2 separate regions of the Pan troglodytes genome follow, and region 1 is linked to region 2. A link is a contact called in public HiChIP or PLAC-seq data. All regions are on one chromosome and are shown on one strand. The core of a region is the stretch at or near the end of the contact, and the rest is flanking DNA. Distances in the headings are between cores, read along the strand shown. Region 1 holds the start of B3GALNT2 (beta-1,3-N-acetylgalactosaminyltransferase 2). Region 2 holds the start of GNG4 (G protein subunit gamma 4).

Region 1 (4,580 bases), core at 530-3,029, 150 kb before region 2:
AACATTTCAGTTTTTGTTTGTTTTACTGAACCCTAAACAACCATTAAGGCCATAAACAGACTTAATGAGGCTCTACAAGGAGATTCCAGCAGGGCTCACTCATAACAAAAGAGAGAAACCTGTAACACACAAGCAGCTGTTACAAAGCATTTTTTATATATGGCATTCTCTTCTTAGTTCACTTCACAAAAACCTAAAAAACACTGAGCAAAACCCTGACCCCATTAACTGGTTAAGTGCATAGCAACACTGTACTTTCATTAAATCACTTAAATAGTGTTTAATTCTATTCAGGTCACACAAATCCTTTTCAAAGAGCTAGTGATCTAATAGGAAAAGAGACTGTTACCAAAATAACCTCAACATAATTTCATATAACTGAGACTGTTTTGAGGATTGCCGAATACTTTCTACTTATAAGGCATAGAGTGCTGAACTGCAAACACTCAATTCTAATTTTAAGAACTTTTGGATTAGAAAACAGCTGTTTTGGGGAGAGATGGTAAGGAAAAAAAGTCCCAGTATAGTTACAAAATTAAGTATTACATAATATTTAAAAGAGCTTTCTAGGTTTCTTTCATGTTCTAGGGCAAGCCATTAAAGAAGAAGACAAGAGATACAGGGAAAGCTAAAGTAGTGTTCAGGGTGGTGGAACCCACTAACAAAACAATCGGCTGGGCACCGTGAGTAAAGCATTCTATTAGGCTGTGACGCGAAACAAGAACAAAGGTTTCATTCCTACGAGAGATTAAGTTTTAGAGCAAATGGACATGATCGTTAAAGAATTTGATATTTCCATGTAAACTGCATTAGCAGGTTATGCGATCCAAACTCAGGAACAACTCCACTCTCGGCCATGCCCTATTTCATGTCTAGATTTGTTTAACCGACTTACATCATAATCCAAGAATACGAACTACAGTATATTGTTACAGCAAAGTTATTCCTTAAAAGCAAAACCGAGCCACCTTTGAAAACACGCACACACATTATCCACGGCACTAAAACCCCAGTCTTGACCGAGAAAGACCAACAACTTGGAGGGGAAGAAAACAACTTCAGAGCCAGAGCTCCCAAAGCAGAAAGCGCTGGCGGCTGAAGGGCACACGAGGTTCCGCTCCCGGGCGAACCGGCGGCGTCGGACATCACTAACCAGGCCTGGGGACGGGCGAAGGACTTGCAGCTGCGGGCGCCGGCTCTGCGGCCGTTAAGGGAAACGGGGAAGTGAGAAGCGGCGGGGACACGAAAAGAGAAAAGCTCCCTCAAGTTTGCCCGATGTTAACGCTCCAAGGATGAAAAGAGCCGTTTGTTTCGTCTGGGGACCGTCGCGTTTGGCCCTTCCCCCGCCTCCAACAATTCCCGGCGAAGCCCCGCGGCACCAAGCCGGGCCTCCCACCCCCACGGCGGCCGCCAACCCGCCCGGCCCCAGGACCTCACCTGCAGGGCCGGCCCCGGAGGCGCGGGCGGGCGGCGGGGAGCGCAGCCGCAGCCAGAGGTGCAGCGCGGCCCCGAGCACACACGGGCACAGCAGCACCAGCCAGTTTCGCATTGGCCGCCCCCGCCGCGAGCCGGGCTCTACCGCGTCCCGGCGGAGAGGGAGGGGACCTGCAAGTGCGGAGACTGAGGGGCGGCGGCTGACGAGCGACCCTCCGAGCACGCCCACCCTCGCGCTCGGCGACGTCTGGGGGGGCTCCTCGCAGCTCCCGGCCCCGCTCCTCCGGTCCCTCAGACCGCGGGTGGCCGCGGCTTAGCCGGCCGAAGCCCCGCCCCCTCCGCCTCGCCTTCCCACCGGCTCCGCCCACCTTTTCTCCCACTCGCCCCGCCCTCTCCTCCCGCGTTTCCACACGCGTCCGCCAGCCGGCCGGGAGCTGAAGTCCCGCTCTGGGCCCAGGCAGGGGGCGCCCGCGGTTTAGAAACCACATTTCCCATGAGCCTAAGCACGCACTTCCGTCACTCGGCGGCCGCGGGGACGAAGCGCGAGGCCCCACACAGAGCATGCGCATCCCCCTTGACGTTTGCTGCCACCCCACGGCCCAGGGGAGGTAGTGCCGGAGACCCGGTGCTCGGAGGCTGCCCGGAGCCGCGAAGGGAAATGCGCTTTGCCTCAGATTTGAAGGAAATCCGAGTGGCTCTTGTGTGAAATCACGCAGAGCTCCTTTGTTCCGCGTGCTCTCTTGCTCGACTGCTGTGGGAGGTGGGATCCTGCTGACATCTCCTTGGCCCGTAGAGTGGGGCGAGGAAGCCCGAGTGTCCGCGCCTGGAGCGGTGACTCATCAGGGATTAGCTCTGGTGCCGTGGGTTCCCGGCTCTTTGCCCGGTTCTGTGCTCTGGGAACGCAGGGTGACAGACAGCGAGCTGGGGACTAGGCTGTGGAGCACGATGATGACGAGCCAATCAGGGTAGAACTGCACGTGCTCCGGGTTCATACTGGAGCTGGGAGCGAAACGGGAGCCGGGCGAGCTGGGAGAACGTGGGCTCCGGGGACCTGGGGAAGGGTGGCCGCAGCGCGCCTTCCAGGCAGAACGCCGGCCCCGCGTCTTGCGGCTTTGCCCCGGGTGGGAGCCCTCCTGGCCCACCAGGCCCGCGCCGAGGCAGCCGGAAAGCGGGGACGGGGCGGTGAAGGCACTGGGGTGAGGATGGGAGAGAAGGATGAGAACGAGCGGCTGGGCTATGGGGGCGGTTTTTGTTTCTGCTTTTGTTTTTGAGACGGAGTCTCACTCTGTCACCCAAGCTGTAGTGCAATGGCGCGATCTCGGCTCGCTGCAACCTCCGCCTCCTGGGTTCAAGCGATTCTCCTGCCTCAGCCTCCTGAGTGGCTGGGATTACAGGCGCCCGCCACTGCGCCCAGCTAATTTTTGTATTTTTTTTGTAGAGACGAGGTTTCGCCATGTTGGCCAGGCTGGTCTCCAGCTCCTGACCTCAGGTGATCCGCCCGCCTCGGCCTCCCAAAATGCTTGGATTACAGGCGTGAGCCACCGCGCTCGGCCGCGGTTTTTTTTTTTTTTTTTTTTTTTTTTAAGTTTCCACAAGTGTGGAAACAGAAGGTGACTGTATTATTGAAAAAAAGTCTTGGATGACAGAAGACCCAACTCAAACAGGCTTAAGGGAAAAAAGTACTTTGGCTCGCGGTGGCTCACGCGTGTAATCCCAGCACTTTGGGAAGCCGAGGTGGGCGGATCACTTGAGGGCAGGAGTTCGAGACTAGCCTGGGTAACATGGTGAAACCCTGTCTCTACTAAAAATACAAAAATTAGTCGGGCGTAGTGGTGGGCACCTGCAGTCCCAGCTACTCAGGAGGCTGAGGCAGGAGGATCGCTTGAACCCAGGAGGCGGAGGTTGCAGTGAGCCGAGATCGCGCCATTGCACTCCAGCCTGGGTGACAGAACGAGACTCTGTCTCAAAAACAAACAAACAAACAACAACAACAAAAAAGAAAAGGCAAGAAAGTAATAATTGGTTGCCAGAAAAAGTATACTATTTTTATCCTCAGGAAAGGTAGTAAATGGCCTCTGTTGATATTGTAAAATTTTCATTTTGTGAATTAGAATGAGTTATCCTAAAAAGAGGACTAATCCCTCATTTCAGCAGAGCTAGTCATTCGACAAATACTTATTGAGTGTCTATTATGTGCCAGCACTTTTGTAGGTACTTTAGATACACCAGTGAACAAAATAAAGATCCCTATCCTGTGTTGATGGGGAGTAGGGCGCAGACTATAGACATAATAAAGAAATATACTCAACCAGCATGTTAGAAGGTTATTCCTGCTCTGGAAAATATAACAATTAGGGCCATGTAGGGGAAGTGTGAGTGTGGGATTGAAATGAGACAGATTGCAGTATCAACTAGCAGTATTTAAACAACTGTTCAAAGTTACAATGAGCACTAAAGGGAAGAATAAACATAAGTCATCCGAATATATTAAATAATCAAGGTGTTGTTTCACTTAACAACCTAGAGGGGAAGTTTTTCACTGGCTCTCTGACAGGCTTGTAACAAAAATAGTTTTGAATAACTTTGTAACACCTTCAAATCACATCAGAGTGGGAGATGTCTATAGTACTTGTTCATAGGACCAGTGACCTTTCCACTTACCTGTTTTCTACTGTCCCCTAATAATCTCATGACTAAAGTGAGTTAAGATTGCAAGACAGTAATTCCTGTAATCCCAGCACTTTAGGAGGCTGAGGTGGGAGGATCACTTGAGTCCAGGAGTTCAAGACCAGCCTGGGCAACATAGCAAGACCTCGTCTCTACAAAAAATTAACAATTAGCTGGGCATGGTGGTATACGCCTATAGTTCCAGCTACTCAGGAGGCTGAGGCAGGATGATCACTTAAGCCCCAGAGTTCAAGGTTAGAGTGAGCTATGATCACACCACAGGACTCAGTCTGGGTGACAGAGTGGGACCTTGTTTCTAAAAAAAAAAAAAAAAAGGTAAAAGTGACAGTATGTATAATGGAAAGAATAAAAAAACTCAGTAGTGATATAAACAGTCTGTGCAGTCAAGGGGCTCATAGGGTAAGTAGGAACAAGTTAACAGAATTAGAATTAGAATTAGGGAGAGACAAACTAGGGTG
Region 2 (4,326 bases), core at 1,506-4,005:
TTGCATGAGAAATGCCAATCATAGGACTGCTGGGAATGACCCCTTAGCTGTGCTGTTTCTGAGCCAGCCCTACATCCTCCACTGGCTTCCTTGGGCGAATTTTAAGGCCTATGAGCACTGGAGTTGTGCATGGAGGTGGGGGCCAACAGGAAGTCCATTGTCCTAAATAGTCATTTCAGCCTAACTAACCCCATGGTGAGGCTGCTCATTAACAGGCAAGGCATCACTGTAAACCTTGCATTTGCATTTACACCTACTATTTATTAAGTGCCACAGCCATCTCTTATCATGACCGGTCACTGAGCAAACCCTACATTTCAAAAACAATCCAGTTTATAGGTACTCTGTCTGTTTCTCCGGGCTGGAAAAGGCTTTCCATTTACCAACTTAGTTGTCCCCCCAGTCGCCTCTTGCAGGGAACAGGGCCAGATCAGATGGCGGCTGGTTCCCCTCCCCCGCCTCATACAAAAATCAGGAAAAGGAGTTGCGGGAGGAATCGAGAAGCCGGCCGCAGAGCCCAGGCCCCCCATGGCTACTGTGAGGCATTCGCCGCTGCAAATTTCCTGTCCACTGTGGGAAGCGGCACACCTCACTCATGAGCAGACGACAGGACTGGCACGTTTTAATGGAGCACACGGGCGCAGCCTAGGCGGCCTTTTGCTCGGGCTGAGAGGCACGGGCCCGGTGCCAGCATTTGACAGTCCTGGGAGGCGACGGGTAGAGGAGAGACGCGGCAGCCGCGGGGCCGGGGAGACGGTGGGAGGCCCGGCGTCCATCATCCACTTTATTACTTGATCAAACTTTAACATTTTCGGGTTTCCTAACACCTTAGCCCCAAATACTCGAAATGAAGCAAATCTTAAATTAAGGAGTCTTTCCCCACCACGCTCTGTCCTCCTCCCCACTTCACCCTCCCGCCGTTTCGCGTTATTTCCAAGGCAATTTAAAAAATCAAGCCAAACAAAGCTCCCCGGTTGCTGCCGGGCGCGCGCGGCGAACGAAGCACATTTCAGTTCAGCACCAGCCTCGGGGACAGACGCCATCAAGGAGGTGAGGAAAACCACCCTCAGCTGCGGTGGCTCCAGCGTCACCCCGAGTGCTCCCGAGGCGGCGTCCGGGCTGCTGGGGAGCCAGGAGGGCTTCCTCAGGCACTCGCCAGAAACATTTCCCCAAAGAAAACGCCCAACCAGCCACGCCATCTCCTGCCACTGAGGTCCTTTTCCACGGGGGACGTCCCCGCTGGGAGAACGGCAAACGCTCTGTGACCTACAAATGGAAGAGGGGACCCCCGAGCCCCCACCTGCCTCATGCCGGAGGGACCGGGCGCCCCCAGCCCCGGAAGCCCCTGGACGCGCTCCGAGGGGGCTGTCCACACCCGCGCGCGGGCTTCCCCGGGGCCCGGCGGGAGGTCCCGGGAGAGGAGGCCGAAGGAACCACAGGGCTTTGTGTCGCGTGCAGCAGCAGCTGGCGGCGTGAGGACCACACCGGCGCCAGAGCCGTCTCCCTAGGTCCGGAGACTTTCACCCCGAGTTTCTCTTCCGCGTCTGGCTGCACCGGGCTGGGCTCTCCCCGCGGACACCCGGGGCTCCGGCCGGGCGCCCACTTACCCGGAGCGGGATCACGCGCGGGCTTCGTCTGCAGCGCGGTGCTCGCGGGGGGCGGCCAGGCCGAGCGGCATCGCTCCGCATCGGGGCGCGGGCCGGGCTCGGGTGCAAACGCGCGCCTCGTGCCCCTCCCGCCGCCCGCGGGGTCTCCGCGTCCCGTCACCGGCCCCGCCCCGCGCCGCGCCTCCCGCCCTGCAGGGCCCGACCACGCGGGCCTGGGGGCGCAGGCGGACCCTCCCCCGGCCCTGGACGCTGGGGGCTTCTGCTCGGCCCCCTGTGCCGTGGGGGCCCAGACTGGGGAAGGGGGAGCCGGCGACTCTGCGACCCTCGCCCCCGTTCCACGCTGGCCGCGCCCACTCCGCCGCGGGGTCTCGCCCGGGAAATCCCGCCCGCTGCCACCGACGTCACTGCTGCGTCACCGGGGCTCCCGCGCTCCCCGCCCCCGCCCCCGCCCCAGCCCCGGCCCGCGCCCCCCGCCCGCTACTCGGGCCCACGCCCCCTGTCCCAGCAAAGGGCCGCGCCCCCGCCCCGCCCCCCAGGAGCCCGCGTGGCCGGGGGACCACTGGAGGGGTCTGTGGGGCGGGGCCGGGGGGTAAATCACTGGGGGGGCCTGGGGGACCGAGCCGTGGGGGAATCACTGGAGGGGTCTGGGGGGCGCGGCCGGGGGGAGATCACTGGGGGGATCTGCGGGGCGGGGCCGGGGGGGAAAATTAGTGGAGGGATCTGCGGGGCGGGGCCGGGGGGGGGAAATCACTGGAGGGGTCTGGGGCGGGGCCGGGGTTGCTGGAGGGGTCTGGGGACGGGGCCGCGGTCAGCGCGGGCTCCCCGAAGCCTCAGGTACCGCCCTCGCTCGGGGTGAGCTCCAGCGCCTGGGCCGTTGGGGCGCGGGCCGCTTCCCACCCTGCACCAAGGGACGCCTCGGAAGCCTCCGGCCAAGGCGGGGAACGGCGGAGAAACGCGGAATACCTGTGCGAATTCGCGCGGCCGCGTCGCCACTAACCCGGCGAAGGCTGACCCGACGTTGCTGAGTGACGGGGCCCAGGGGCCGGCGAGGCCCCCACTCCGGGGGGAGCGAGGCCGGGAGGGCGGAGGGCGCGTGCTGGAGGCGGGGGTGCCCTTCGCGCCCCGGTTCTAGGAGCGACTGCTCTCCAGGCCTCGTCCCTGTGGCACCGCAGGCTTTTGCGCTGGAGATTTTAAAACACTTTAGTGATTACAGCCCTCTTCCTTTCAGGGAAAAAACAGTTTAAGCGCCGTCCATTTTCCGACTTGGTAAAATAATACGAAACCTTGGGAATAGAGAAGCAACGAAAACATTTCACGTAGTGTTGGCAAGATTTGTAGAAAAGGAGGCCAATATTAATTCCCTTTGTGAAAACAACAACATAACATCATGATGAACGATTAGGAAATATTTCGGGAAGATCGGGGCGCCTCATCCTCATCCGCCGTCCACAAGCGGTCCCTGCCACAAAGGACACAGGGCGCGCTTGTTGCTCAGATCCCTGGCCCCACTGGTTGGACCTTGCCCTACACACACGTGTACCTTCTCGGAGCCCAAGGGCCAGATTGGATGCGAACGCGGAGATCACAAAGGCCCGTAAACACGGGGCCAGCAAACACATCGATTTTTACAAAGCTCTCAAGTGCCCATTTAAGGCACAAAATTAAACCTTGGCAAAACGACTAAGCCAGTCCATGTCCACCTCACAGACTTTTAAAAGTGAGAAAGATATATGAGTACTGCATTGAAAATTCAAGCAAATCCAAACCCGAGCTCATTGTTTTCACCCCAAAATCTTATTTCTCCTGCATTTCCTGCCCACCTCCCGCCCCCGACTGGTTGGCTAAGGCAGAATCCTAGGTTTCCTTTGATCCCAAATCCCAATCTCAATTAATCAATCACAAGGGAAATCAGTGTCTACACTTTCAAGCGCATGATTTCCTTATTTTATCTTTCGAATTGTTACACTATCATTCAAGATAGGATTATGTCAGTTTTAAACAGGAGGAAGAGGCCAGTCAACCAGTGGTTCCAGAGTGGATCCCAAGACCAGTAGAATCAGCGTGTCACCTGGGAATCTTTTAGAGATGCAGACTCCCAGGCCCCACCCAGACCTAAGGAATCAGAAACTCTGGGGGTGGGGCCCAGCAACCTGTGATTCCCCAAACCCTCCAGGTAATTCTGATTCCGTTCATCTCTGGACATCACCCAGGATAGCTGCAGTAGTGTAAAGTCTGGCACCAGGACCCTGGGTATCAGTTTTCTTTCTTCTTATTTATTTATTTTTTTCCGGAGTGGGAGGGAGTCTCGCTCTGTCGCCCAGGCTAGAGTGCAGTGGCGCGATCTCGGCTCACTACAATCTCCTCCTCCTGGGTTCAAGCGATTCTCCTGCCTCAGTCTCCAGAGTAGCTGGGACTACAGGCGTACGCCACCATGCCCAGCTAATTTTTGTATTTTTGGTAGAGATGGGGTTTCACCGTGTTGGCCAGGATAGTCTCGATCTCTTGACCTCATGAGCTGCCCTCCTCGGCCTCCCAAGGTTTTTCTTCTTTATTCCTAGTCATATCCTTCGTTCTGAAGTCTTCTTTGTTTATATCTATATAACCACTGCAGATTTCTTACTATTAGTGTTTGCATGATATGTGTTTATATCCTTTTAATTTTTAAATCTATCTGTATCTTTTTTTTTTTTTTTTTTTGAGACAGACTCTCGCTCTTGTC

The links. HiChIP or PLAC-seq counts read pairs in DNA pulled down with a chosen protein or histone mark.
Region 1: an H3K4me3 HiChIP or PLAC-seq map of stem cell-derived excitatory neurons shows a contact between it and region 2, with 2.5 times the contacts expected there. The contact joins the promoter of B3GALNT2 here to the promoter of GNG4 in region 2. A contact is called at or near these places in 1 of 7 Hi-C or Micro-C datasets (stem cell-derived neural progenitor cells) and 1 of 1 datasets of contacts at active chromatin or transcription factors (stem cell-derived excitatory neurons).

What each region holds. Positions count from the first base shown.
Region 1 is chr1:13,658,158-13,662,737 of NHGRI_mPanTro3-v2.0_pri, reverse strand. It overlaps B3GALNT2 (beta-1,3-N-acetylgalactosaminyltransferase 2), which reads right to left and starts at 1,779. Exons shown (of 13, transcript XM_054660491.2): 1 at 1,438-1,779. The coding sequence starts at 1,549.
Region 2 is chr1:13,512,474-13,516,799 of NHGRI_mPanTro3-v2.0_pri, reverse strand. GNG4 (G protein subunit gamma 4) reads right to left here and starts at 2,755. Exons shown (of 4, transcript XM_054660529.2): 1 at 2,571-2,755.